2 separate regions of the Bos taurus genome follow, and region 2 is linked to region 1. A link is a contact called in public Hi-C data. All regions are on one chromosome and are shown on one strand. Each heading gives the region's core, a stretch centred on a gene start, on an enhancer-like site or on the middle of the called end of the contact. The rest is flanking DNA. Distances are from core to core; before and after follow the strand shown. Region 1 holds the start of UBE2J1 (ubiquitin conjugating enzyme E2 J1). Region 2 holds the start of RNGTT (RNA guanylyltransferase and 5'-phosphatase).

What was found. A called contact is a pair of places that touch in the nucleus more often than the background predicts.
Region 2: a contact with region 1 is called in a Hi-C map of liver, with 2.1 times the contacts expected there. The contact joins the promoter of RNGTT here to the promoter of UBE2J1 in region 1. A contact is called at or near these places in 2 of 11 Hi-C or Micro-C datasets (liver and skin fibroblasts).

The regions. Positions count from the first base shown.
Region 1 is chr9:60,808,661-60,815,131 of ARS-UCD2.0, reverse strand. UBE2J1 (ubiquitin conjugating enzyme E2 J1) reads right to left here and starts at 2,416. Exons shown (of 8, transcript NM_001206186.1): 1 at 2,313-2,416. The coding sequence starts at 2,343. It overlaps MIR2903 (microRNA mir-2903), which reads right to left and starts at 2,206; the gene lies at 2,119-2,206.
Region 2 is chr9:61,098,147-61,104,617 of ARS-UCD2.0, reverse strand. RNGTT (RNA guanylyltransferase and 5'-phosphatase) reads right to left here and starts at 2,515. Exons shown (of 16, transcript NM_001046085.2): 1 at 2,270-2,515. The coding sequence starts at 2,333.

The sequences.
Region 1 (6,471 bases), core at 1,167-3,666:
GAGGTGTCCTCACATAGAGTTCTGCCCATTATCACAGGTCCATTCTAGAAAAATCATTAAAAATACATTGTTTCATCTATAAAATGAACAAATTTACTATCCATATGCTAACAAACTGGCCTTTAACCAGTTATTTGTATTGTCTTAATTGTTCCATCCATACCTCTAAGACAATTACACGTCAGATAGAAAAAGGGTTATAGCTCTTACATTGTGCAGCGTTTTTAACCACTTCCTTTCATGCATGCGTTACCTTAAAAAGTATTACAAGACAGAAAAAAACAAAGAAAACATTTTCACTTGCTTCCCGCACTTTCAGTAAGTTCCATATTTCGGCTAATTCACTTTTTCTATGAATACCAAATGATCTGTAGAATTAAAAAAAAAAAGTTTAAAAAAAACCCTCCTTTTTAGAACAACAGCACTACCTCTGAGGAAATGAAACTGAAAAGACGAAGCAATTTATTATACGGCTAGAAGCATGTCTACCAAAGAAAGCTCAACCAGTACCTTCCTTACAGTAGGTCATACAGTGTAGAAACAGAATAAAAATTCTGAAGAATTTTAAAAGCTTATCACAGTCTCGGGTACAATAGCCTATCAAAATTCAGCAAAGTCCTCTGACAACAATCTCTTGGGACCCACCAACACTCCATTCCAAATTGCACTATTTCTCATTTTCATTATTCTCTGGACATTCCACTAAATACCTCAGCTGTCTCAAGGAACTTGGTATCATGGGACCAGTTACCCTACGTTTTACCCACATATTGTTATTAAAATCTAGCACAATTTCCACATTCTAAACATTCCAACATCTAATCTTAAAATTAAGCTTTTCTTTCCCTCTTTCTCTTTCATCTCCCTTTATTCCCCCTGGCGTAGGAGATGGGTTGAGCATAGCAGGGGTGGTGAATCCACTGAAATTGAATCCTATAAACATATTTCTTCTAGAGTCCAAACCCTTCCGCGGATTTTTTTAAGTCTATGGCTCCCCCAAACGTTATGACTGATTCTTGGTTACTGGAGAACGTTTCTTAGCCTGACAGAACTCAAGTTAACAAAGCTCTGTTCAATCAGTATCCTCAGGCTTTTCTTCAGTCTTTGTTACGTTTTTAAGTCATTAAAAAAATCCAAGATTCACAGTACTCTCTCCAACAGCATGCTAATCTTGGTGATTCTTACTGAGAAGTTGCTTCTTCGGTAGAAAAAAAAAAAAAAGAACCAATAAAGGTTGGCCAAACCATCACTAAACTAAAATCCTTTATTAGGATTATTTAGACCTAAAGTGTGGAGTTTCTCCCTCTGAACAAATTTATCAAGGTACAAATCCAATACCACTTATAGAATCCAAAGGTTTCAAGCCTATCTTAATCTGAGAGCTGCTTACTTGTCGTGCTTCTTTATTTTGTTGTTAAGTCGCTAAGTCGTTTCTGACTCTTTCGCGACCCCATGGACTGTAGCCCGCCAGGCTCCTCTGTCCACGGGATTCTCCAGGCAAGAATACTGGAGTGGGTTGCCATTTCCTCCTCCAGGGGATCTTCCGGACCAGAATCCAACCCGCGTCTCCTGCACTGGTAGGCAGATTCTTTATCGCTGAGCCATCAGGGAAGCCCGCTTCTTTATTATACACCAGAAAAGTATTTGAGGCTAGTGTTTGGCTGCTTCTGTGAATGAAGCAGGGGTATTAAAGACAGGAAGAGAAGTTTCTATGCCTGAACAGAGACATACATACATCATACCAGTATGGCTAAAATCATGGTTAGTTCTAAAGTGCATGGCTCAACTAGTTTTCTTAGCTTTTTGGTTAACCGCTTTAGTCTAGAACATTTCCTTTATGTCTGTAATTCTATCTGCCCCCAAAGGCTGCAAACAGGACGTTTAAACGAAATCCTCAAATGAGAGTGAGTCAAACAGCTAATATATAAAAAGTCCGGTGGCGGCGACGGAAAAGAGCTAACGACCGTGTTCAAGGCGCAGGTAGGGCAAGGGGTTGATCTCTATTACTCACGGCTATCACCATTACACCTGTTCTCGGGGATAAGCTGATAACCCAGTTCTACGTGGCGAAAATGAGGGAAGGGCAGTCGGGGTGCGGAGGGGAGACCCCAGGTTTTGTGCCTGCCGGGCCGCCCGGCTCCGCGGCCTGCACCAGCCCGGCAGGCAGCGGGCTGGCGTAGAGCGCGGAACCGGGAGCGGAGCGGCGAGTGGCGGCCGACGCGAGGGGTCCGTGGAGCGGGTCCCCGGGGTCCGGGGTCACTCCCCCATCGCGCTCACCGTGCGGCACCGCCCCCGCCCACAGCCCCGCTCACCCGGACTCTTCAGGTTGTAGCGGGTCTCCATGGCGGGTGGCTGGCCCGGCTCCAGCCTCCCGGCCCGCCGCCGCCGTCACCGCCTCTCCGCGCCGCCGCCTCCCGCGACTCAACTCGGTTCGGGCCGACCGGGTCTGGCCGAGGAGCCTCAGCGGTGGCCGCCCCGCCCAGGCCGGGACTGCGGGCGGGGCGGGAGGGCGCGCGCTCCGCGGTGGCGCCGCCTCCTCCGCTGCTCCCCCGCCTCCCAGAGGGCCGGGCAGGCGCCGGCGCCGGCCGGGGTGTCGCTGAAGCCGGGGCTGGGCTGGAGGTCAGCCTCCTCGTCTGGCCGCGGGCCCAAAGCCGCCGCGGCCGCCCGGCCTGCGTCACCCTCCCTCGCCCAGGTTTTGTGAAGTTGTCCTGACGTGGCAGTCGCTTCGTGGCGGGGGCGCGGCTCGGCCACTGGTCACTTCCCCGGTCCCGCGAAGCGCACTCCCGGATCTGCAGGAGTGGGCGGCGCTCCGGTCTTATCCTTGCCCAGACCCACCCAGGCTCCCCAGGCGCTTGCGGGACTCCCCGCGGAAAGGCGCTGCCCGAAACGCCCCGATCGTCCTCGCGGCGGGCGTATCTGGGCCCAGGTCCTCGAGACCGGTTCAGAGCCACCCCGACCCGGCGCCCGTGTGGCCCGGCTACTGCCAAGTGCTTTGTTTTCAGATCGGTAGCTGTTTGGGGTGGAAACAGTTAAGCAGGAAAGGAGAAATCCAGAGATAAGAGAATGTGAAGGGTTTTTATAACATTTTTTACCCCCAGACAAATGTGCTTGGGTGCAAGGCAGTTAGTTAAGCATTTGGGGAGATTTTTTAAAAAAATAATTGGGTTCGGAAGCATACATATATGAAAGGTATCCCCTCAAAGAACACATTTCAGGGTTCATTGTATAAGCTGACGTCACGAAAAAGACTTAAAAAGGGACAAGGATTTAGGAAAAGGGGGTGGATTGGCACGATGGAAAGGATGAAGAGGGAAGGAGAGAATTCCATGTGGAATGAAGAGGATTAAATCAGGTTGGGCAACTTTTATTTTGTTATATAAACATAGAAAACTTTCTTTTTGAAAGGTAACAATATGCCACCCCAAAATATGTCTCTTTGGCATAAGGATTATCTTGAACTGGATATTTTTGAGAAAGAGCAGGCACAAGAGAATCTCTGAAAACAGAGTAGAATTTACCGTTTCCTACTGCTGCTGCTGCTAAGTCACTTCAGTCGTGTCCGACTCTGTGTGACCCCATAGACGGCAGCCCACCAGGCTCCCCCGTCCCTGGGGGTCGCAAAGAGTCGGACACGACTGAGCGACTGAATTGAACTGAAGGGAAATTCACGTTTTTTAAAACACATTTTTTTTTGCTGTGCTGTGCTTAGTCGCTTAGTTGTGTCTTCTTGCGACCCCATGGACTCTTTGCAACCCCATGGACTGTAGCCCCCCAGGCTCCTCTGTCCATAGGGATTTGCCAGGCAAGAATACCAGAGAGAGTTGCCATACCCTCCTCCAGGGGATCTTCCCAACCCAGGGATCTAATCCAGGTCTTCTGCATTGCAGGTGGATTCTTTATGGCCTGAGCCACTAGTGTCTGAGAAAGTTGATGGAGGGGGTACTAACAAATCTTCGAAACAACCTTTACCCGTTTCCCTGTGCCCTTTCATTACTGGCGTCCTTCAATCCCCCTACAGCTTTCTTCTGTCTTTAGCTGAAGATACTATTAATCTTTGGTAATGACTCAGGGAGTTACTCAGCTTGTTTCTTCTTTTGTTCATTTGTTGCAAGGGGTTTCAGCCAAGAACTCATAAGGGAAAAGTTTGCCTTTTCACTGGTGGTGACATGGGTTATTTATACCCATTTTACAGATGAAGACAATTGAGGTCTCAGAGAACTCAAGCTTAAATTCTTCGTGTTTTCAACTACATTAAAAGTTCTTATCTGTGGCCCCCCAAAATATTGCCTGCCATTTCAGTAAACAAAGGATATCTGCCTACCATCAGCTGTGGCAGTTGCCCGTTGAAGGTACACACTGAAGGGAATTCAGGATAAAGTAAAACAGGATACTGGCCCTAGAGAGTGGACAGAATAATTTCAGAGTCCAGACTCTTGCATCTTCTCATAGGTAGAAAAGCACTAAAATCATTAACTTGAGATACCTATATTTTTGTGATTAACAGTAATCTTTTGATGTTCAACTACATGTTTTTTTATGTTTTTTGTTTGGTTGGTTTTTTCCCAGCAAGAACTCCTGTATATCCTGGCTCCTCTCTTACCAATTTGGAATGACTCCTCAGAGATACCTGAGAGGCAGCATCCTAGACTAAAGTCCTCAGGCCACCAAATAAAACAGAATTCTCAACATTTAGAATGTGCATTTTTTTCCAGTTGACATATCTTTCTGACATATTATTTTTTATCATATTGATAAAAAGAAGTTTTTTAGATTTTTATTAATTTCTTGATTTGAATACCTTGAAATCCAATTTACAGAGGTTCTTCAAGTTTCACTGACTTACATTCAAGGCTACTTATCTAGAAAGTGGAAGGACCCTGATTCAAGTCCAGGTCTTCTGACTCTGAAACTGGGATTGTTTTCACTGCAATAAAAAGGAATCAAGCTGTCTTTCTTGTCTTATATTCATGTAAAGCCTTTTTTCCCTGTCATCTGAAAAGAGGAACATGCTTCTTAGAACCTCAGAGGTATTCTTGAACTGCTGTCGACTGCAAGTTCATGTGCCCGACACAGTGAGGCCAAACAAACCAAAACCTCAGAGTTTGGAGCAGAGAACAGTTCATTGCAAGGGCCAAGCTAAGAGAGTGAGTGGCTCCTGCTCAAAACATGAACTCCCAGATGATTTTCTGGTGAGTTTTAGGGCTCCCAAGTGTGTGACTTTCTTCTGATTGGTTGGTGGTGAGGTAACAAGGTGGTGCACCAGGAATCTTGTGCTCAGCCTGAAGTTACCCTGCTTATTTGACTTATATGCAGAGTACATCATGAGAAACGCTGGGCTGGATGAAGCACAAGCTGGAATCAAGATTGCTGGGAGAAATATCAATAACCTCAGATATGTAGATGACACCACCCTTATGGCAGAAAGTGAAGAGGAACTAAAAAGCCTCTTGATGAAAGTGAAAGAGGAGAGTGAAAAAGTTGGCTTAGAACTCAACATTCAGAAAACTAAGATCATAGCATGTGTGGTTCCATCACTTCATGGCAAACAGATGGGGAAACAATGGAAAGAGTGAGAGACTGTATTTTGGGGGGCTCCAAAATCACTGCAGATGGTGACTGTAGCCATGAAATCAAAAGACGCTTCTTGGAAGAAAAGTTATGACCAACTTAGACAGCATATTAAAAAGCAGAGACGTTACTTTGCCAACAAAGGTCCGTCTAGTCAAAGCTATGGTTTTTCCAGTAGTCATGTGTGGGTGTGAGAGTTGGACTATAAAGAAAGCTGAGCACCAAAGAATTGATGCTTTTGAACTGCGGTGTTGGAGAAGACTCTTGAGAGTCCCTTGGACAGCAAGGAGATCCAACCAGTCCATGCTAAAGGAAATCAGTCCTGAATATTCATTGGAAGGACTGATGCTGAAGCTGAAACTCCAATACTTTGGCCACCTGATGCAAAGAACTGACTCATTGGAAAAAGCCCCTGATGCTGGGAAAGATTGAGGGAGGGAGGAGAAGGGGACTACAGAAGATGAGATGGTTGGATGCCATCACTGACTCAGTGGACATGAATTTGAGGAAACTTCAGGAGTTGGTGATGGACAGGGAGGCCTGGCATGCTGCAGTCCATGGGGTAGTGAAGAATTGGACATGGCTGATGGATTGAACTAACTGACTGAAGTTACCATCCTCCATCTGAGTGGGGCGCCTTAGTTCCTATAGAAAGACTTAAAGATATATTGTTTTATATATCTCCTTTGAGGAGGAACTAGAACTCTGATTTCTGGCTGCACTATTATTTCTTGAGTGTTTTTCCTTTGTTTCTTCATTCCATCACTTCCCATATTAGTAACTGTTTGAATCTGCCCTTAGAATTTTTTTTCTTTTGACCACGCTGCTGGGCATGTGGGATCTTATTTCCCAGACCAGGGATGGAACCTGAGCCCCCTGCAGTGGAAGCACAGGGGTCCTAAC
Region 2 (6,471 bases), core at 1,266-3,765, 290 kb before region 1:
CTAAAGAAAGTACAATGACTATCAACTACAAGTGAAAATGCCTATAAAAATGGTTAGAACATAAAGAAAATTATTTCATTTTTGTTAAGGAAAACCATTTCCTCACCCTAAGACTTATTTAGATTATCTTTCAATAAGACTTTTATCCATCATTTATATGGTTTTACTGACTGAAGATTTAACATAAAATGTGAAGAAAAGCTGACAAACCAGAAGAATCAGAAAACATGAATTAAAAAATGACTACAGAATCTTCTCTTCCAACCATTTAAAATAACTAGGCAGACATACTAAAGATGTGTATATAATTAATAAGCATGCATAGTTCACTACAAAATCCTTTAATTTTGTTTCAAAACATCTTCTAGAAAAAGCATTAGGTTGACGTTAGTTAAACTTTAAAATTTTAATTCTTCAAAAGAAACAACAAAAGAGAATGAAAAGGCAAGCCACAAACTGGAGAAAAGACTTTGAAAAGCATATGAAGTTCCAATACTTTGGCCATCTGATGCAAGGAGCCAACTCACTGGAAAAGACCCTGATGCTGGGAAAGACGGAGGGCAAGAGGAGAAGGGGTAACAGAGGATGAGTTGGTTGGATAGCATCACCGACTCATTGGATGTGAGTTTGAGCAAACTCCAGGAGATTGAGAAGGACAGGGAAACCTGGCGTGCTGCAGTTCAAGGGGTTGCTAAGAGTTGGACATGACTTAGCAATTGAACAACAAAAAAAAGATTTGTATTTACAACATATAAAGAAAAATAACAACTCAAAAATAAAACCACCCAATTTTAAAAATCAGCAAAGGAACTTCCCTGGTGACCCAGTGGCTAAGACTCTGAGTTCCCAATGCAGGGGTCCTAGGTTGGATCCCTGGCTAGGGAACTAGATCCTACATTCTGCAACTAAGAGTTTCCACATGCCCCATCTTACGATCTCCAGTGCCGCACAAAGATCATAGATCCCAAGTGCTGCAACTAAGACCCTGCACAGTCAAATAAATAAAAATAAATATTTTTTAAATCAGCAAAAGTTTTGGACATTTCATAAAAGAAGATATTTCCAAGAAGCACATGAAAAGATGCTCAACATCAAACCACAATAAGACAGTACTAAGTCCCTATTGGGGCTTCCCTGAGAGCTCAGTTGGTAAAGAACGGGTAATATTAAAAAGACTGATCAAATCAAGTGTTAGGATATGGAGCAAAGAAAAATCCTCATACTGATAGTCAGGAATGCAAAATGTTATGACTTTGAAAAGAGTTTGGCAGTTTTTTGAAATGTTAAACGTACACCTACTGTATGATCCATCCCTCTCCTAAAGATTTACACAGGGGAAAAGAAAACATATGCCCATACAAAGAACTGCACATTAATGTTCATAGTAAGTTAGTATGCAACAGCCAAAAACTGAAAACCCAAAGGACCATCAACGAATGAATGAATAAACAAATCTAATTTAAACCGGTGTAGCTGTAACAATAGACTATTACTTGGCAGTAATAAGGGATGAGTTAATGATACACACAAGCACACGTATAAATCTCAAAATAATAATGCTGAGTGAAAGATGCCAGAGATCGTCCCCAAAAGAGAGTATGTTTCCATTTATTTTAAAAATTATACAAAATGCAAACTAAATCTATAGTGACAGAGAGCAGATCACCGGTTGCCTGCAGAGGGAGGGATTATCAAGAGCTGGAGGAAACCTGAAGAGGTGATGATTATGTTTACTATCTGTGTTTCATAGGGGGTGTGCGGAAGTCAAAATTTACCCAACGGTACACTTTTAAATTTAAAGTCTGTTGGGTCAAACTCAAAGATGAAAAAGTCCTCAAAAGTCATTCTTTAAAAAAAAAAAAAGATTTTAAAAAACTAAGCAAAACAAAAACCTCCAGTCTCGGTGTGGATCAATTTCACCGCTGGGAACTGCCCTTCCTCTTCTTAAGCCTTCCTTCATCTCAAGACCGACAGACACCCTTCCGAGAACCCTGAAAGGTTTACAAAACTCTTGACTAAGCTTCAAAGTACTGCCCCTTGAGTTCTTGCGTCCTCAGTTCCTGCCACACAGAAACCTCCTATCTACCTTCCTGTTTGCAACATTTAGCCTTAACAAGTGCCCCTATTCCCTCCAGTCCAGATTCCCAAACAAGCTTCATCGGACCGAACATATCTCGGTCCTGAAACACCACTACCGAAAGCTGCACGCCCTCAGCCCACTCTCGGACCCGCCCGTGCGCGGGGACTCGAACACCCCGGTCCCGGTTACCTGCCACCGGCTGGCCGCGCCGCGGACAGTTTAGCCACCGCGGCGGGATCTTGTTGTGAGCCATGTCTTGGGGCCGCGCACAGCCGCCCCTCCACCAACGCTCGGCCTAGCCGCCGCCTCCTCGCGGTCCGCTCTGAACCACAGGTCTGAGGTACCCGAATCCCGGACGGCGTCCGAACCCTAGCCGCTCGGACGCGGGTAACGTCAGCGGCAGCGCGCCACTTCCATTCAGGCTCAACTCTAGGCGAGCCCACAATGCACCGCCACTTCCGCCCCCAAAGGCCCCACCCACTTCTTTCCGAGGTCAGAGGTGAAAAAGAGACGCCGGCGGAGGGATGGGAAGGAGTTAAGGCCAAGGCGAGTGGAAGGGGCGGGTCTTCCCTCGCCCCGCCCCGCCCAAATCTCGGACAGCTCTGTGGGCGACTTTGCACATGCTCGGCTGCTATAGTGGGAGAAGGCAATGGCACCCCACTCTGGTACTCTTGCCTGGAAAATCCCATGGACAGAGGAGCCTGGTAGGCTGCAGTCCATGGGGTCGCTAAGAGTCAGACACGGCCGAGCGACTTCACTTTCACTTTTCACTTTCATGCATTGGAGAAGGAAATGGCAACCCACTCCAGTGTTCTTGCCTGGAGAATCCCAGGGACGGGGGAGCCTGGTGGGCTGCTCTCTATGGGGTCGCACAGTGTCGGACACGACTGAAGCGACTTAGCAGCAGCAGTAGCAGCAGCAGCAGCTGCTGCCATAGTACGGGATACCGCAGAACTACCGTTCTTTACATTTCTGTCTCGACAGCCGATGGAAACCCTGGAGAATGAAAGGAAACCAAGCCTCTTTCCAAGCGTAGAGTAGTCCGCAGATTTCGTTAAGGCATCTGTTTTACTGACGAAAGGGGCTTTCCCGCCGCCGTCATACTCCAAGAGCCTGATCGCCCTTTTTTCGGCCAAGTTTGGCGTCCCGGCAGGATCTGGGTTTGACTGGGAATTGGAAAAGTTTTTCCTGACTTGGATTAGCGGAACAAGCTTTAGAGAAACTCTAAGGGCGAGAGATTGGAGCACCCGAAATGAAGGATTTCTCTTTGGGGGTGTGCTTCTAGGGATCCATGAAGCATCTGAAATTAACCCCAAAATGGGTTTTATGAGTTTTGTTTCTACATTTCTGGAGCAGTTTTATAGTGTATTTGGGAGTCTCAAAGTTACCAACTAATGTGTGTAATTGGCAAAGGCAGGAATTGCTCAGTGGAGTACCGCTACGCGGCAGTGTTCTCAATTTGGTTTACCAAATGGTCTTTCCTTCCAGTTAAGCCCGTGAGATTGGAAGCATCTTCCAATTCCAGGCGATTGGAAGTTCATTTTATAAACTGTGTCCTGTAATAAGACTTTCTATAGCTACTAGACTAATTTAGTTAAAGTATGAAATATAAAGCTGGATGCTGGCAAGTTAATTATAGTGTTAACAGGCTGGTTTTAAATGTTAGTGCTGTATTTGAACTGCAAGAGAATGCGGTTTGGGGCAGGGCAGGGAATGCGTGTTAAAGCAGTGGTCTCCAACCTTTTTGACCAATTTCATGAGAGACAGTTTTTCCACGAACCAGGCTAGGGAGAGGGGGTGGGTTTCAAGATGATTCAAGTGCATTTCATTCATTGTGCACTTTTATTTCTATTATTATGACACCAATTCCACCTTAGATCATCAGGCATTAGATCCTGGAGGTTGGGGATCTGATGTTAAAGTGCTGGTGAGAAACTTGTGGGACTGCTCAGCTCCCAAATGCCTGGACCATCTCAATATGATCAGAATTCTCCCCAGAAATGGAAAGGGGCTCTCTCTGTTTGAGAGAGCCTGAATTAGTTGGCACTCCTGGTCTGTCTGGCTGTTATATCTGTTGAGACCTTTTAGTGAAAGTAACACTCCTCTGCTAACAGGAAAAGATAAGACTCAGTTGCCTTACAAACCAGCCAATTACAATTACAATCTGGGCAATTACAATCTGCCCAGATAATGGCCAATTCTAGTGTCTGCTGGCAGAGTGGAGTTGGAGCAAAGAGGAGGTCAAGACATGTTAATGAGAATGTGTTTGTGGTTCCAGAAAGCCAGGGAGGACTCACATTGGTCACTCTGTGGGCATCTGTTTTTCCTCTTGGAGAACGGCAGAGAGGTGAGAGTAGGGGTAAATAAGATTGAATTTTCCCTGTTGACAAAAAGGAAAAAGACTTTCCCCTTTCCTAGAACATTTTCTTCCAAAAACTTTTATTTGTAAATCCTGCCCCATCACTTTGATACCTATATATAAGTCTTTTGAACAGCTCAGTAAGCCTCTTGACTGCTTTAAAACCTAAGAACTTTTCTCAGGGTCTGGAGAGCCATCTCTTTGTAAACAGGAAGAAAGATGGCATCCCCCTGTCTCCTTGTCACCACGGGAATTTAACCTAAAGAAAGCAGAAACATTACTTTACCAACAAAGGTCCCTACAGTCAAAGCTATACTTTTTCCAGTAGTCCTGTATGGATATGAGAGCTGAACCATAAAGAAAGCTGAACGCCAAAAAATTGATGCGTTTGAACTGTGGTGTTGGGGAAGACTCTTGAAAGTGCCTTGGACTGCAAGGAGATCCAACCAGTCAATCCTAAAGGAAATCAATCCTAAATATTCATTGGAAGGACTGATGCTGAAGCTGAAACTCCAATACTTTGGCCATCTGATGAGAAGAGCTGACTCATTGAAAAAGACCCTGATGCTGGGGAAGATTGAAGGCAAGAGCAGAAGGGGACAACAGAGGATGAGATGGTTGGATGCCATCACGGACTCAATGGACATTGAGTTTGAGCAGGCTCCAGGAGTTGGTGAAGGACAGGGAAGCCTGGCATGCTGTAGTCCGTGGGGTTGCAAAGAGTCAGACATGACTGAGTGACTGAACAACAATAACAACAACACCTGGTTCCAAGCTGTAAGTTGCAAAGATAGAACTCATGTCTGTTATGTCTTCTGCATTGGTAAGTGGGTTCTTTACCACTAGCACCACCTGGGAAGCCCTCTCTATGTGTGGCTATGTCCAAATTTCCAGTCCATCCATTGAATTCCGGCCCACCCTAATCCTGTGTAAACTCATCAAGATTCCATCTGCAAAAACCTATTTCCAAATAAAGCCACACTCAAAAGTACAAGGTTAGAAATTAAAGATATCTTTTGGGACAATTCAATCCATAACACCCACCATGACTTCTGGAGGCACGTCCAGACTTGTAGAAACATAAGCCCTTCCAGGAATCCCAGGAATTTGGCAGCAGCAGCAAATCAACTATACTTCAGTTTTCTAAAAAAATTATTCAGTTGTCTAGAGCGTAAAGCCTCATTGTCTATTTATGATTAGTTGTCCTTCGTGTTTTTATTTCCTGCTGTTACTGCTACTAAATCACTTCAGTCGTGTCCAACTCTGTGCGACCCCATAGACGGAAGCCCACCAGGCTCCCCTGTCCCTGGGATTCTCCAGGCAAAAACACTGGAGTGGATTGCCATTTCCTTCTCCAATGCATGAAAGTGAAAAGTGAAAGTGAAGTCGCTCAGTTGTGTCCGACTCTTCGCAACCCCATGGACTGCAGCCCACCAGGGTCCTCCATCTATGGAACTTTCCAGGCAAGAGTACTGGAGTGGGGCACCATCACCTTCTCCTAACCTGGGCGTATTTACAGGGTTTGATTTTGGTTTACTTCTGTAGGCCCTCTTGGCATGAGAGACACACATCAGTCGAATGGCCTCCTTAATTGTTTAATTGTAAAACTGTTTAATTAGTTTAACAACATCAATTCCCCAACAAAGTCTCAACATGAAATGACTCTAGTTCCAGGGTTGCGAATATATGCCCAACTCTGAACAAGTCACAAACCTGCATGCAAGGATACCACATCTATTTTGTATAAATCAACTCAATCCTGATTCTGAATTCCATTCTGTTATTAATAGAGGAAAAATAATGTTCCCTCTACTTTTCTTGGCTGAGACCTCCTGTCATAAAAGACAAGAGAGAAACAAACAGAAGATTATTAACATGGACATCTCACATATGGATGTGAGATACCCAGGGAAGCTGAGAGAGCCAGCACCATACTAACATCTTGAGCCAAAGATGAAAGAATGATGTTGAGGGAAATGGAGAGACTGTGGTGACCCAAGGACGAAAGAGCAGATAAAACCAAGGAGGATCT